2 separate regions of the Mus musculus genome follow, and region 1 is linked to region 2. The links are chromatin contacts, called in public HiChIP or PLAC-seq maps. All regions are on one chromosome and are shown on one strand. The core of a region is the stretch at or near the end of the contact, and the rest is flanking DNA. Distances in the headings are between cores, read along the strand shown.

Evidence for each region. HiChIP or PLAC-seq counts read pairs in DNA pulled down with a chosen protein or histone mark.
Region 1: an H3K4me3 HiChIP or PLAC-seq map of bone marrow-derived macrophages shows a contact between it and region 2, with 4 times the contacts expected there. The contact joins the promoter of Cd28 here to the enhancer-like site in region 2. A contact is called at or near these places in 1 of 15 datasets of contacts at CTCF or cohesin (CD8 T cells), 4 of 115 datasets of contacts at active chromatin or transcription factors (bone marrow-derived macrophages, effector CD8 T cells, large pre-B cells and 1 more) and 1 of 9 other capture datasets (adipose tissue).

Annotation. Positions count from the first base shown.
Region 1 is chr1:60,740,716-60,748,311 of GRCm38.p6, forward strand. It overlaps Cd28 (CD28 antigen), which reads left to right and starts at 5,673. Exons shown (of 4, transcript NM_007642.4): 1 at 5,673-5,813. The coding sequence starts at 5,759.
Region 2 is chr1:60,445,623-60,452,427 of GRCm38.p6, forward strand. It overlaps Abi2 (abl-interactor 2), which reads left to right. Exons shown (of 12, transcript NM_001198570.1): 6 at 1,638-1,784; 7 at 2,456-2,580; 8 at 4,449-4,631. Among named protein-coding and RNA genes, the nearest start is that of Abi2, 39 kb to the left of the region's middle. Within about 2 kb of position 1,674, at least 3 of the 459 cell types and tissues checked have an H3K27ac peak or open chromatin away from gene starts, as enhancers often do. A contact at or near this core is called in bone marrow-derived macrophages and memory CD8 T cells, where this site is marked.

The DNA of each region.
Region 1 (7,596 bases), core at 4,423-6,922, 300 kb after region 2:
ATCAAGGGAAGTAGAGGGTAAAAGGGACTTGGGAGGAAGAGAGGAGAGGGAGGGGAAAATGAGGGGTAGAATCAGATATGGGAGGAGATGGAGGAGATGTACAGAGGGTCAGGAAATTGAAAAGAGGTGTGTAGCAATGGGGGATGGGGAACTGGGGGTAGCAACCAGAAAGTCCCATATCCAGGAAAGCAAAAGCCTCCCAGGACCCCACAGGGATGACATCAGCTGAAATACCCTACAAAAGGAAGGGAGAACCTGTCGAGACCATATCTAGAGGTTAGGCATGGCTCCCTGGTTGAGGGATGGGGCCACTCCTCCATCTCCAAAATTTTAACCCAGAATTGCTCCTGTCTAAAGGAAATACAGGGACAAAGAGTGGAATAGAGACTAAAGGAAAGGCCATCCTGAGACTGCCTCACCTTGGGATCCATCCCACATGCAGACACCAAACCCAGACACCATTGCAGATGCAAGAAGTGCTTGCTAACAGTAGCCTGATACAGCTGTCTCCTGAGAGGCTCTGCCAGATCTTGACCAATACAGATGCTTGTAGCCAACCATTGGACTGAGCACAGGGACCCCAATGGAAGAGTTAAGGGAAGGACTGAAGGAGCTGAAGGAGTCTTATTTGGCATCAATGGGAGAGGAGGTCCTTGGGCCTGTGAAGGCTTGATGCCCCAGTGTAGAGGAATGGTAGGACAGTGAGGTGGGAGTGGGCGGGCGGGTTGGAAAGCACCCTCACAGAAGCAAGGCAAGGGAGATCAAAGAGGGGAGTTACAGAGGGGAAACTGAGAAAGGGGATAACATTTGACATATAAACAAATAAAATATCTAATTGAAAAAAAGAAAAAATTATATTTAAAAAAGAATAAGTTGTAATTTGTTTATAATAAATGTAGTATTCCAGTTTAATAAAATCTTTAAAGGACTGAAAATATTAAAAAAAAGAATATGTTTGCAAAATATGTGTCTGATAAAGGGTTGAAATCTAGAATGTATAAAGAACTCCAAAATCCAATGGATATATTGTAAGTAAGTCAAGTAAAAATAAGTTTTTAGCTTTGATAGACATTTCTCAAACAATGCCGTCACAAAAGGACAATGAATACAGGAAAAAATTTCAACATCATTAATATCATAAAGACACAAATCAAAGCCATAGTGAGAACAGAATTTGCTGAAAAGAAGAGTGGTAAATGTTGGTGAGAATGTGGGGGAAAGAGGCCACCAAATGATCTGGCTATCCTGATAATGGGAGAGTACATCCAAGGGAAGTTTAATCAGAAATAGAGGAGCTATGTCCACTCCAAAGTACACCACACCACTATTCACAACAGATGAGACATGGGAGTAACCTAAAAGCCTGTTCATTCATGAATGAACAGGAGCATTTGGTCTGAATAGGCTCTGCAATGAAAAGGAAGGAGATGCTGTTGTGTGGCAGAAATGGAGGTCATTATGTTAAGAGGAGTAAGTCAAGGGGCTGGAGGGATGACTAAAAAGTGGTTAGGAGTGCTTGCTGCTTTGGGTTCAACTCCTTGCACCCACTTGGGCTCCAAGGCTCTGACATCCTCTTCTCAATTCCTTGGGCACTTGCACTCACATGTACACATACACATAATTTAAAATATAAGTTTATTGTTTTATACTTTCCCTTTTTATTTATTCTTCTCTTATATATTATATTGCAATTCAGTTTTCCCTCCTTCCCCTCCTCTCAGTCTCTCTCCTAGAGTGAGAATTTTGGTTTCTTAAAAAATACAGAAATATTATAAGGATATGTATTCATTTTAATTCCAGGCCTAGGATATATGGGCTGCTTCAGACTGTCCACAGCAGCTGACTATGATTTGCCTTGTGCTCTAGCAGGGGCATGATTTTGCTAGCTGAAGATAGTTTCTGTGAGTGTGTGATGTTTAGAACTCTGGGGACTTTTCAGAAGGTCCTTGCTAGGGACCCAAGAGGTAAGATTGTTGTTGTTGATGGTGGGTTGTTGGTTGTGTGTGTGTTTTAAGTACTTATGTGCAAAGAATGAAGAAGGAGAAGAAGAAAGAGAAGAGGAGGAGGAGGTAGGGGAGGAGGAGGAGGAGGAGGAGAAGGAGAAGGAGAAGAAGAAGAAGAAGAAGAAGAAGAAGAAGAAGAAGAAGAAGAAGAAGAAGAGAAGAAAAGAAGAAGAAGAAAAAGAAAAGAAGAAGAAAAGAAGAAAAGAAGAAGAAGAAGAAGAAAAGAAGAAAAGAAGAAAAGAAGAAGGAGGAGGAGGAGGAGGAGGAGGAGGAGGAGGAGGAAGAATAATTAGATATCTTGACTGCAAATATCAAACTTGCCCCAAGGAACTCAATGCCCCTAATCAGCAGAAAGTAGTCTAATGATAATGTCAGCCCCTTTCACCTCTATCCTTTTTTCTCTCCTATCTAGTGTTAATGAGTTGAAAGAGTAGGAAAGGCATGAAGGGTAAAAACCTTCTCCATGAAGAAAAAAAAAAAACCCATAAAGTAGTCAAATGTCCAGCTACACTCCCTCACCACCTCCCTTTTCTCCTGGATCTCCCCCTACCTCCACCCCTCAGAAAAGAGCAGGCCTTCCAGGGACATCAACCAAATATGCTGTAACAAGCTACAATTTACATGCCGTCACATTAAGGCTGGACAGGGAACAACAACAACAACAAAAAGCAGGAACAAAAAGGTTCCAAAAGCAAGCAAAAGAGTCAGAAGTATCCCTGGATCCCACTGTTTGTAATCCCATAAGAACATCAAGCTACATAACCATAACAGATATGCTGAGGACCTAGGTCACCCATACAGGATCCCTGATCTCTGTGAGTCCACTTGAGTCCCAGTCAGTTGCTAATGTGGGCTGTGTTCTTGTGCCCCTGACCCCTGTGGTTCCTCCAATCCTTCTTACCCCTCTTCCTCTGCAGAACTCCCTGAGCTCCTGCTAATGTTTGGCTGTGGGACTCTGTATCCTCTCCCATCAGTTATTGGATGAAGTCTCTCTGGTCTCTTCGATGATGATTATGCTAGGCTCCAGTGCCAGCATGTCACGCAGGCATGACATGGTAGGTTGGAGGTTAGATGGTTGGGTTGATGTCCCAGTCTTTCCACTTGAGGCCCTGCCTCGTTGCAGAGGATGGCTGCAGCTTCTGTGTCTCCCATTACTAAGAGTCTTCACTAGGGTCACCCTTGTAGATCCCATGGAGTTTCCATTTCACTAGGTTTCTAACTCATTCCCCAAATGCCCCTCCCCGATCCTAGTCGTCTCTCCCAGTATTTTCTCATTCCATCCGCCCTCCACCATCCAACCCCTCCTGTTTTCATCCTCACCTAGGAAATATATTCTACTTCCACTTTCCAGGAATATTCTGTGTTGTTCCTTCTTTCCATTAAGCATTCCTTGTTACTTATGGTCTGTGGATTGTAGCATGATTATCTTTTACTTTACAGTTAATATCCACTTATAACTGAGTACATACCATGCAACATGGTTTTTTAGCATTTAAACATTCTTTCTGGTTGTGGGTTACCTCACACAGGATGATTTTTTTCTAGTTCCTCTCATTTGCCTTCAAATTTCGTGATGTCATCTTTTTAACAGATGAGTATGGTAGATTGGAGTGTCCTTTAGTTATATATGTTCAGGAGTGGTAAGGCTGAGTCTTGAGGTAGATAGATTCCCACTTTTCTGAGAAACTGCTATATTGATTTCCAAAGTGGTTATACATGTTTGCACTCCCACCAGCAATGAAAGAGTGTTTCCCTTGTTAAGCATCCTGGCCTGCATGAGCTGTCACTTGTGGTTTTGATCTTAGCCATTCTGACTGGCATAGCACAGAATCTCAAAAGTTGTTTTGATTTGCATTTCCTGGATGGCTAAGGACACTGACCATTTCTAAGTGTTTCTCACCCATTTGAAATTCCTCTGTTGAGAATTCTCTGCTTAGACCTGTATCCCATTTTAAAGTTAAATTATTTAGTTTGCTGATGTCTAGTTTCTTGAGTTCTTTAAATATTTTGGATGTTAGCCCTCTGTCAGATGTGAATTTTGTGAAAATCTTTTTCTATTCTGTATACTGCCATTGAGAGAGAAGTCAGCTACACAAAGACAAGTATCACATAATTTCATCCAATTGAAGATAAAAAAACAAACAAACAAACCAAAACAAAACAAAAAAACATTCATTGCCTAGAATCAGAGAGTAGAATCGGGTATTATGGTCCACATCTATAATACTAGCATTTAAGAGGTTGTGTCAAGAGGATTACAAGTTTGAGGCCAGCCTGATCTACAGAGCGAGTTCCAGGACAGCCAGGACTACACAAAGAAACCCTGTCTCGAAAAATAAAATATGTATATATGCCTATAAAACATCATATGGTATTTGACTGATACGTTTAATATTTAAGTTTTATATACCAGCTAAAATGTAATAAAAATATTTATATCATATATGGATGCCTTAGAAATTAACAATTGATAACATATCTATTGAAAACTATAAACAAAACAACATGGAAAGTAATGGCTCAAATATTAAGTATTTTTATAATTCGGTAAGAATATAGGTAAACCTTGACTTTATGCTTATATTTTTTTCTAAATTTTTTTACGTATGCAATATAGCTCACTTTTGTATTCAGAATAAAAAATATAAATCATTCTTTTAAATATACACAAAATCACAAATGAGGCTGGTTTCACAAAGCTCAGATTATCAGAAAAGAAAGAAAAAAAATCACCAAGAAAGTTTTGAGAAAGCTAATGTGTATGAGATACATATAACCACAAACTCCGATGATTATAGCTTCTATAAGAGTCAGACTATCAGGGAAGCTGTTGAGTACAGATGCTGACCAGGGGGATCCAGGATGGCTCTAGAAGAGGAATGTGGAGCTGGCCATGCTGGTGGGCTAGCCCTGTCTACAGAAGGCCCAGGAGTTGGGGAGAGGTGTGGAGAGCTGGTTACAAAGGCCCCGGGTGTCTCTGTGGTGAATCTTCCAATGGTCTGCTGTTTGAAATGTTTCTTTGAGGGACATAGGGAACATGAGGTAGCAAGGGTGTTTCGTTTACCTCCTGTTTCCCTAAGAAAATATGGTGTTTTTATGACTTCCTCTTTGCTCTGGAAATTTCTGCAGCTGCTCAGATGCCTGGGTGCTTGCCAAGTGTGTACTTGGAAGCGGTTTTCAAAATTGGTAGAAGTGAGTTATACATACACTCCATAGGATCGCCTTAAGATTATTTCAAACTTCAATCTCATAACGTTTATGCAGAATTTAAACACGTGCATAGAAATCTCTCAGCTTCCCACACAGCCTTGTATTTTGGATTCGTCTGTAAGAGTTTGTCTTCTGAGAGAGGTTTTTCTCTCTTCTTTAGAATGCCTTGTTTGTCTGCTTTTGTTGTTGCTGGGCCCTAAGCGCCCACATTTCACAGCTCCGATGCTCATCAGCATGACTCTCCTGAGCACATTATCTGGTGGTGGCTGACACTCTCTTCAGTACCCCCCCCCCCCGCCTCCCAAAAAAGAAAAAAGAAAAAAAGGACTGGTTGCTAAAAGAAGTAAAAGTCAAGTCATCAAAAACAATGTAATATCCTGTGTGAAAGTCACGAAGCCTTGTGGTTTGAGTCCCTTGATCATGTGCCCTGTAAAGTGGCCCTGGATGGCAGAGAGTCATAGACCTTGGCAGATGTGACTTCAGTTCACACCACACTCTGCCTTGCTCACAGAGGAGGGGCTGCAGCCCTGGCCCTCATCAGAACAATGACACTCAGGCTGCTGTTCTTGGCTCTCAACTTCTTCTCAGTTCAAGTAACAGGTAAGCAATTTTGATACCATTTTTCCCCCTGTTTTCATTTGTGTTCTCATGACCAGCATGGTTTATTTTAAAACTGTAGTGACCTGTGAAACTTGAATGCATTTAGAGTTTTGTGCTAATTTGACAAGCTACTATTTAGAAACTAGCTAATTCTCATAATACAGCAAATAGAACTTTAACACAAGTTCTTTGGGAAGAAGTAACATTTTATTTAACAACTAGTCCCAAGAACTTTTATATTCAGAATTTTATTTATTGTTTTGTTTTGAGATAGGGTTTCTCTGTATAGCCCTGGCTGTCCTGGAACTCACTTTGTAGACCAGGCTGTCCTCGAATTCAGAGATTTAACTGCCTCTGCCTCCTGAGTACAAGGATTAAAGGCATGTGACACCACCGCCCAGTCAGGATTCTACTTTTTACATCCTATAAAACTGTGATAAGTAAGAGAGTAGGTAAATTCTAGAGGTCTTGGATTAGATTGCCTGGGCTCATATCTCAATTCTCCCTAGTGGCGTTTGGAGCAGGATTTACTACCTAAATCTCTGTAAAACGGGACCCTAAATGAGCATCACCTCAATTTCATTGTGAGATAAAATGAAATAGACATTGTGGAGGTCTTAGTTCAGGCTTGAGCAGTAAACATGGTGTTCATGTAAGTAGTATGTCTACCTGAATTCAGCGAGTGCCAAGAAGAATCCTGAAGTAAGCACAAAAGCTGGTATAGACACCAGTAAGTTTCCTTTTACTGTTGGTTGAAATATGTTTATTTAGGTTAAAATCCTTCAAGTTCCCAATAGCAATGGCAAGGAGGCTATATATTTATCAATTAGAAAGTTCTTACCCTAAACAACCTTTGGTTCTCATGAGTAAGAGCTATTTATTGTCATAAACTCCATTCCAAATGAAGAGACCATTGGAAGGAGGCCATCTATTGAAGAGAATGTTCAATAATTTCTCCAGAGGATGCAGGTCTCCAGTATTTGGCAACACATATTTACAGCTAAAGAATCTTTAAAATTTATGTTTAAAGGTTTCTGTATATCATGTTTAAGGGATCTTAACTTTCTTTTAAAGGAATACTTAAGACACCTTAATTTACTAGATAGTAAAGCCTTACCCTTGTTGAAAGTCATGCAACATTAGTGATTTTACACAGAATGCTTTTCTGATGCCCTCTGTGGACAGCCATTTGTTATAAACTCATGTATTTTCTTTGGAAACTTTTTGGGTTGGACTCAAAGCTTTGTATGTTTCACTGTTTAGAATCTTTACAGGGGTTAGCTAAAAGAGAAGTTGGCAAGTTCACATGTGTGCAGGTCGTTAGTTTTATTTACCTTAAGATAGGTTTTGCTTCATAGATACCAATACATTTTCCTACTACGTCTTAGGATTTGATGCCAAGCAGCCATTGAAAAAGTAGGATGGGGTAGAGGTAGGAAGCTGAAGAGAAAGAAGTTAAAAGGAAAGGAAGATAATTGCAAATGCAAAGATGTGTGACCCATGGAAAAGGATGTGAAGCCTTTTGTATGCTTTTCATTTCTCTCTTCATGTCCACCATCTCACACAAGGAAACTCCCTGGTCAAATGTTACTGTCTTGGGCTGGGGATGTAGTACAGTTGGCATAGCACTTATCTATCGTACATGAAACCCTGGGTTTGATCACAGCACAGCATAAAACAGGCATGGTAGCACATTCCTATAATCCAGTAGAGGCAGGAGAATCAGAATGATCAAAGTTATCCTTGGCTACATAACAAGTATGAGGCTAACCTGGGCTACATG
Region 2 (6,805 bases), core at 424-2,923:
ATTTATTTCCTGATATAGATATCATATACCAACATATTATATGTATTATATGTCATATATAGAAATTATAACTTACTTAAATGAAATTATTTGTAGTTTGTTTATATATGTGCATTCTAATTTCAGAGATGGTTGTTTTTGGTTTTTTAAGACAGGATTTCTCTGTGTAACAGTCCTGGCTGTCCTGGAGCTCTCTTTGTAGACCAGTCTGGCCTCAAACTCAGAGAGAGCTGTCTGCCTCTGCCTCCTGAGTGCTGGGATTCAAGGCTATGCCACCACCACACAGCTGTTGCTTGAATACTTAAAAAACTATTTTAAGTTCAAAGTCCTGGTCTTTCCCTTTCCTTTTGACACAATAGTATTTATTTTGAATTGTTATTTTGTTTATTGAACAGTGCTTGAGAGAAGTAGGATGAACAGTGCCTTTGAAAAAAACGATCTTATGTGCTGGGTGGTGGTAGTGCACACCTTTAGTTCTAGCACTCAGGAAGAGGTGGAACTCTGAGTTGAAGGCCAGCCTGGTCTACAGAGTGAGTTCCAGGACAGCCAGGGCTACACAGAGAAACCCTGTCTCAGATTAAAAAAAAAAATCTTGTTCAAAATCAGTGAGCTATTGTGAGTGAGCTTGAATGGCCAAGGAAAGAAACTCTGGGAACCTTAAGGGGAGTTGAATCACTGAGAAATACAAGGGCCAGTTGAGCAGCATCCTCCTGCAAGGAAGAAAGCTTTTTTACATTTTATGCCTTGATATGCCAAATTCTTTTAAAGTTGTAATCTCATCTGCAAGATATCCATTGTCTTAAAGGATTTGGTCACTTAACAAGAACTGAATGAATGCTAACCAGCGCTCCAGGAAGCATCTTACTCCTGTTATTTTCCTTTCAGATTTTTTTTTTTCCATCTGCTTCCTTTGAAAGGAGTATTTGGGAAAAGGAAAACAATTTTTTAATAAAATCTAGTTTGGGTTTTATAGTTTAACTAAGATAGAAGGACTTAGGTAGTCTTTTAAAGTTTCTCTTCAATGCTGAACACTGAGGAAGAAAGAGATTAAGATGAAGTTGAGGGAGAAAGGTAAAAAAGAAAAAATGAAATTAAATAGTGCATTTTTAAGTACCAATAAATCTTTAATTTCTGTGTCTTTAGTGTATAAAAAGGGGAATGAGTTACAGCTGGTATTGATCTTCATGTGGAATTTGTGACCCCCAAAATCTAGATTTGTTATCTGTATTTTTAAATATCTATGGTTAGGGAGAGAGAGAGGAGAAGAAGATAATTAGTGCATTCATCCAGTGCATTTGGGAGATTTTAACATGATCCTAAAGTAATTCAAATTCTTCTAAGAAAAGAATAGAGTCTAGAAAACATTGGCCTAAACAATGGAAAACTTGGTGTTTTCTGCAAATAAATGAACAAAATTCCATTAGCATAGGAATGAGGCTGGAGACTGAAATTTACACTACATACTCACCAGAACTCTCTCTGCTGGTAGAAGAGTTATGCTGAAGGAAAGACAAATTGATAGCTGGGTTAAACCACATTTCCTCTTTCTGCTTACAAATTGTATGTCACTGGCAACTCTGAAGTTAGCGTGCCGAGACTTGATTAATCACACCATACATACGCTCTTCTTTTTGTAGGCGGCACTCCCCCTATCGAACACTGGAGCCAGTGCGTCCTCCAGTGGTACCAAATGATTACGTACCTAGCCCAACCCGTAATATGGCTCCCTCGCAGCAGAGCCCTGTGAGGACAGCTTCTGTGAATCAAAGAAATCGAACTTACAGGTATTTTCTCTACCTCAGCGCAAACCACGATGGTCAGAGTACCATGATCTCTTCAGATAACTTCAGCTAATCTCTCTCATTTCCAAGCACTAAGTTCTTTTCCTCACTCTGCTCTCCCAAACCTCATCTGATTCTTCCTCTCTCTCCTCATGTTCTGATGCAACTTTGAACAGCCAGGAAGGTGAAAAAAGACATCCCAGAGATAAACTTAAGTTAATATAAAAACCATTACTAACCAGGAATAGAAATTGCAAGTTATTTTTTGCTGGAAATTTACAGATGAAAAACTATTCATAATAAAATATTAGTATATTACCATGCCATTACAAACTGAAATAAAATAATTTAGTAAAATTTACTAAAAGCTTCTTTAGATGGGTATCAGGCCAGGATATAAAAGGTAGTATTATTTTGATGTGTAAGCACCAACAGTTTGCTCTTACATTTATAGGGAATTTACTTAAATTTTTTTTATAAGGTAGACTTTATAAATAGGTATCAAAACAAGTTTACTGAACTCAAGAGTTTCTCCTTATTTATTAAGGAATTCCTATTTGAAATGGAAGCCTTTTTGAATTATGTTTCTTGTAGCTATGTCCGTTTCAGAAATACACGGGAATCCTGGTATTGTGCTCTGCATACTCATTCTTCGGTGGCTCTTCCTCCTTCAGCAGCAGTGGGAGCAGTGGAGGAAGTCACCCAAGTAGTCGGAGCAGCAGTCGGGAGAACAGCGGAAGTGGTAGTGTGGGGGTACCCATTGCTGTGCCTACTCCGTCTCCTCCAAGCGTCTTTCCAGGTAGAGCATTAGTGGTTATTTGTTTGGTTTTATTTTGTGAATTTGAATTCAATTTGTTACTGAACTTAGTGAGTGTGTATGTGTGTGTGTGTGTGTCTGTCTGTTTTGCTGGCTGTTAAACCCAGATTCTTCTTAATGAAATATTTAAAGAATTCTTCCCTAGCACTCTGCAAGGTTTTGGGAAGTCTGCACATATCCAGCTGATCTTAATGGCTTTGCTATTTTTTCTACTTTGTTATTTTGTTTTATGTCTTTGGTGAGTACTTCAGTTGGTACTTTGAGGTTCATGTTTGTATTATAACTGCATTTTCTTGGAAATGGGGAAGACATGGTTTGAGAATCATTTTGATAACAAAGGACTGGAAATGTAAATTTAGGAGCGTTAGAATCCAGCAGTTTCTAAAAAACTATTTCTTCAATCTCTTTCCTTTCTCGCTCTTTCGCTCTCGCTTTCTTTCTTAAGATTTATTTATTTATTTTATGTATATGAGTACACTGTACAGATGGTTGTGAGCCTTCATGTGGTTGTTGAGAATTCAATTTTTTTGGACCTCTGCTTGCTCTGGTTGGGCCCGCTCTCTCTGACCCAAAGACTTATCTATTATTACACTGTATTAGTACACTGTAGCTGACTTCAGATGCACCAGAAGAGGGCATCAGATCTCATTACAGGTGGTTGTGAGCCACCATGTGGTTGCTGGGATTTGAACTCAGGAACTTTGGAAAAACAGTCAGTTCTCTTATTCACTGAGCCAATTTGCCATCCCTTTTTCATTTTCTTGAAACAGAAAGATAACAGTAGTTTGGTTTGAAGACACAGAATTTGAATTTAGTTTTAAAAGCGTGAACATAAAAGCATTGAGAGAGCAGCTGAAGGGACAGCTGATGGATTCAGAGCCCTTACTGCTCTTTTAGAAGATCTAGGCTTGGTTTCTGCACCCAGACTGGATGGCTCACAACCGCCTGTAACTTCAGCTCCAGAAGATCCCAACACCCTCTTTTGGCCACTGGACATCTGCATGCACACTTGCACACTATATGCACACATAAACGCTTTCAGGCTTACACATGTGTAAAAAAACTTTAATAGAAGAACCAGCAAGATAAGCCAGGTGTATTGGCACACCCTTTTACCATAGCACTCAGGAGGTAGAGGCAGGTAGAGGTTTGATGCCAGCCTGATCTACAGAGCGAGTTCCAGGATAGCCAAGCTCCACAGAGAAACCCTGTCTCCAGAAATAAAAAACCAAACCAAACTAAACCAAACCAAACCCTAAACCCAGCAAGATAGATTATTACATAGTATATGGTGGTGCATGCCTTTAATTCCAACATGCATAGGTTAAGGTAGGAGAATAAGTGATCTAGGAGCCAATGGGCTATGTAGTAAGAATTGCTGTTTTCAAAAATAAAACAACATATTTAATTACAGTAGTCCAAATAGCACCTGTATACAAAAGTCACGTAATGTGGTATGCATGTTTGTTTTCAGTTTTTATTTTTAAAGTGATAAACTACTGTTTGGAATATGTCTGTTGTAATTCTAAAAGAATATTGTTGCTTTACTGTAGTTTTCATACTTAGAACACTTTGTGATAAAAATAATATATAGGAAGTATAGTTTTCTCCTAAGATAGGTAACTTTCAGGTAAAAAGGAAGGCTTGTTTTTAACTAATGAATATTTTGCTATACTATCCTGAGCATCTTGAATTATTTGTTGTTCACCTAATGACCTTAAGCATTCTTTTTTTCAGTGTTTTATTCTTTTGGCTAGTGTTAAGTACTGAGTGTTCTTCATATTGCAGTGCTTCTTCTAATGCTACTGTGACTGCCTTATTAATGCTGCCTCTTACTCCTCTTCCCTCAGCCCCTGCTGGCTCTGCTGGCACTCCTCCCCTTCCTGCTACTTCTGCATCTGTCCCCACCCCTCTTGTTCCTGCTACTGTTCCCTCCTCCACTGCCCCAGACGCTGCTGCTGGGGGTGCACAGAGCCTTGCTGATGGCTTCACTTCTCCAACTCCCCCTGTTATTTCTTCTAACCCCCCCACAGGTGAGTATTAGCATGGCAGACAGATCCAGCCATCTGCCCATTCTTTCCTGAAACTCCAGCTTCATGTTTGTTGGCTTGGCTTTACTGTGTATTTTTTTAAATGATAGTAAATATTTTAATCGGAAAGTGGCATGTGAACAAAGAATTTACTGAGAAAAATGTGGTAAAGCCTGTGATACACTTGTCTAATAAAGTTGCACAAGCATTAGTATTACTTTAATTTATTCTGTTAAATATTTGTGAACTTAATATGGAGTCAACTTCTGTATAGTTTTGAAAGCTTAATATTAGAACTGTTATAGGAAGCTGAAGAGATAGCTGAGTTGATAAAGTGCTTGTTGTGCAAGCATGAAAACTTGAGTTCTATCCCCAGCACCCACATATGAAGCCAGGCATGGCGGTGTATGTTTGTAATTCCAGCGTTGGGGAGCTGAAGGCAGGTGGGTTCCTGGGGCTTGCTGACTAGTCAGCCTAGTCCAAGGCTAAGTGCCAGGTCCTAGTGAGAGACATTGTTTAAAAATACAAAGTTGGTGGCTCCTGAGGACTAACACCAAAGGCTGACCACTGGCCTCTACATGCTCAACTATTCACATGCACATGTACCTACATATAATACCTGGACTGCACACATACACCAACACTGTTATTATAGGTTAAGTAATTAACAAAAATAAGCCTATGACAATTGAAAAATTTCTTTTATAAAGATTTATTTATTTTATGTGTACGAGTACACTGTAACTGCTTTCAGACACCCCAGAAGAGGCCATTGGATTAGTCCTATAACAGATGGTTGTGAGCCACCATGTGGTTGCTGGAAATTGAACTCTGGACCTCTTGTAGAGCAGTCAGTGCTCTTAACCACTGAGCCATCTCTCCAGCCCCTGAAAAATATATTTTAATGCAATATTTTATATAGCAAATTACAAACTATGTTTATAATAAACTCATAAATTATACTTCAAAGGACTTTAAGATTATTTAAGTTGACTGATGTTTTATTTAAGATTTCAACCTAGTGCTAAGGAGATGGCTTAGCAGGTAAAGGGCTTGCTGCCTAGCCAGACAGCCAGGGTTGTATAAGTTGTCCTCTAATCTACACACGCACACGCACACGCACATGCACACTCTCTGTTGTATGAATGTGCCCTCCTTATAAATAAATGTAATCAATCATTTTAGAAAAGATTTTAACCTCAAATACATTTTGCTGGGATAGGAAAATAAATTTAACTGTTAATATGATGCTGGTTAGTAAATGTATCCTTTTTTTGAGACAGGGTTTTTCTGTGTAGCCCTGGCTGTCCTGGAACTTATTCTGTAGATCAGCCTGGCCTCAAATTTACAGAGACACACCTGCCTCTACCTCCCAATTATTGGGATTAAAGGTGTGTACCACTACTACCTGGCTACTAATAAAACATGTTTTAAAAGATGTCTTTGTCCTAATTGGATTTTGAATGGTATTCTATTTAGATAGCTTCTATAATAATCCTTATGAAGATTTTTCTGTAATGGATGAGTAAAAATATGGACAGTCATTTGGTTGAGATATACAACTCTGTTACACTAGTCCAACTAGTTAAAAAGAGAAATCTTGCAAATGCCCAGAAATAATAAATGGCCCCTAACTAAGAGTTAATTTTAGCAGTTAAATGATAACATAATAATAGGTACTTGGCTGTGCTTGATAGACTTAATATTGATGAGAATTTAGAGTGGATCCAACTTTATAAAATTCATAGTTTTCTTTTTTGAAGATCTTAGGCAATGCTTTTCTCCCTGTTGTCTTTTGCCCTTTCTCCTTTTTATTTCCCCTTTTTCCTCTTCCCCTCATGGTATAGCTTCTCCTCCTCTTCCTGTCTTCCTGTCATTCCCTTCCTTGCATGCCCTGTTGCTTGCTGGTGTTCTTTCATGGGTGGCCTTTTCCTGATATAAGAGGGCCCCTGACTGAGTGGGCACCAAGTGAGGGTAAAGGCAAGGTCGGATTTGAGTTATAGATGGAAACTGGGTGGATTAGGAAAGAATGTTTCCGGTTGATGTTAGCAGTGTATAACTCTGAAGAGGTAAGATAGGTTGAAATGAGTTATAAATGGATAGGTTTCTGGGGTGATGATCATTTTTGATTCAGATTTCATAAACTATTTTATGACACAATCTGGCTATAAGAAGAT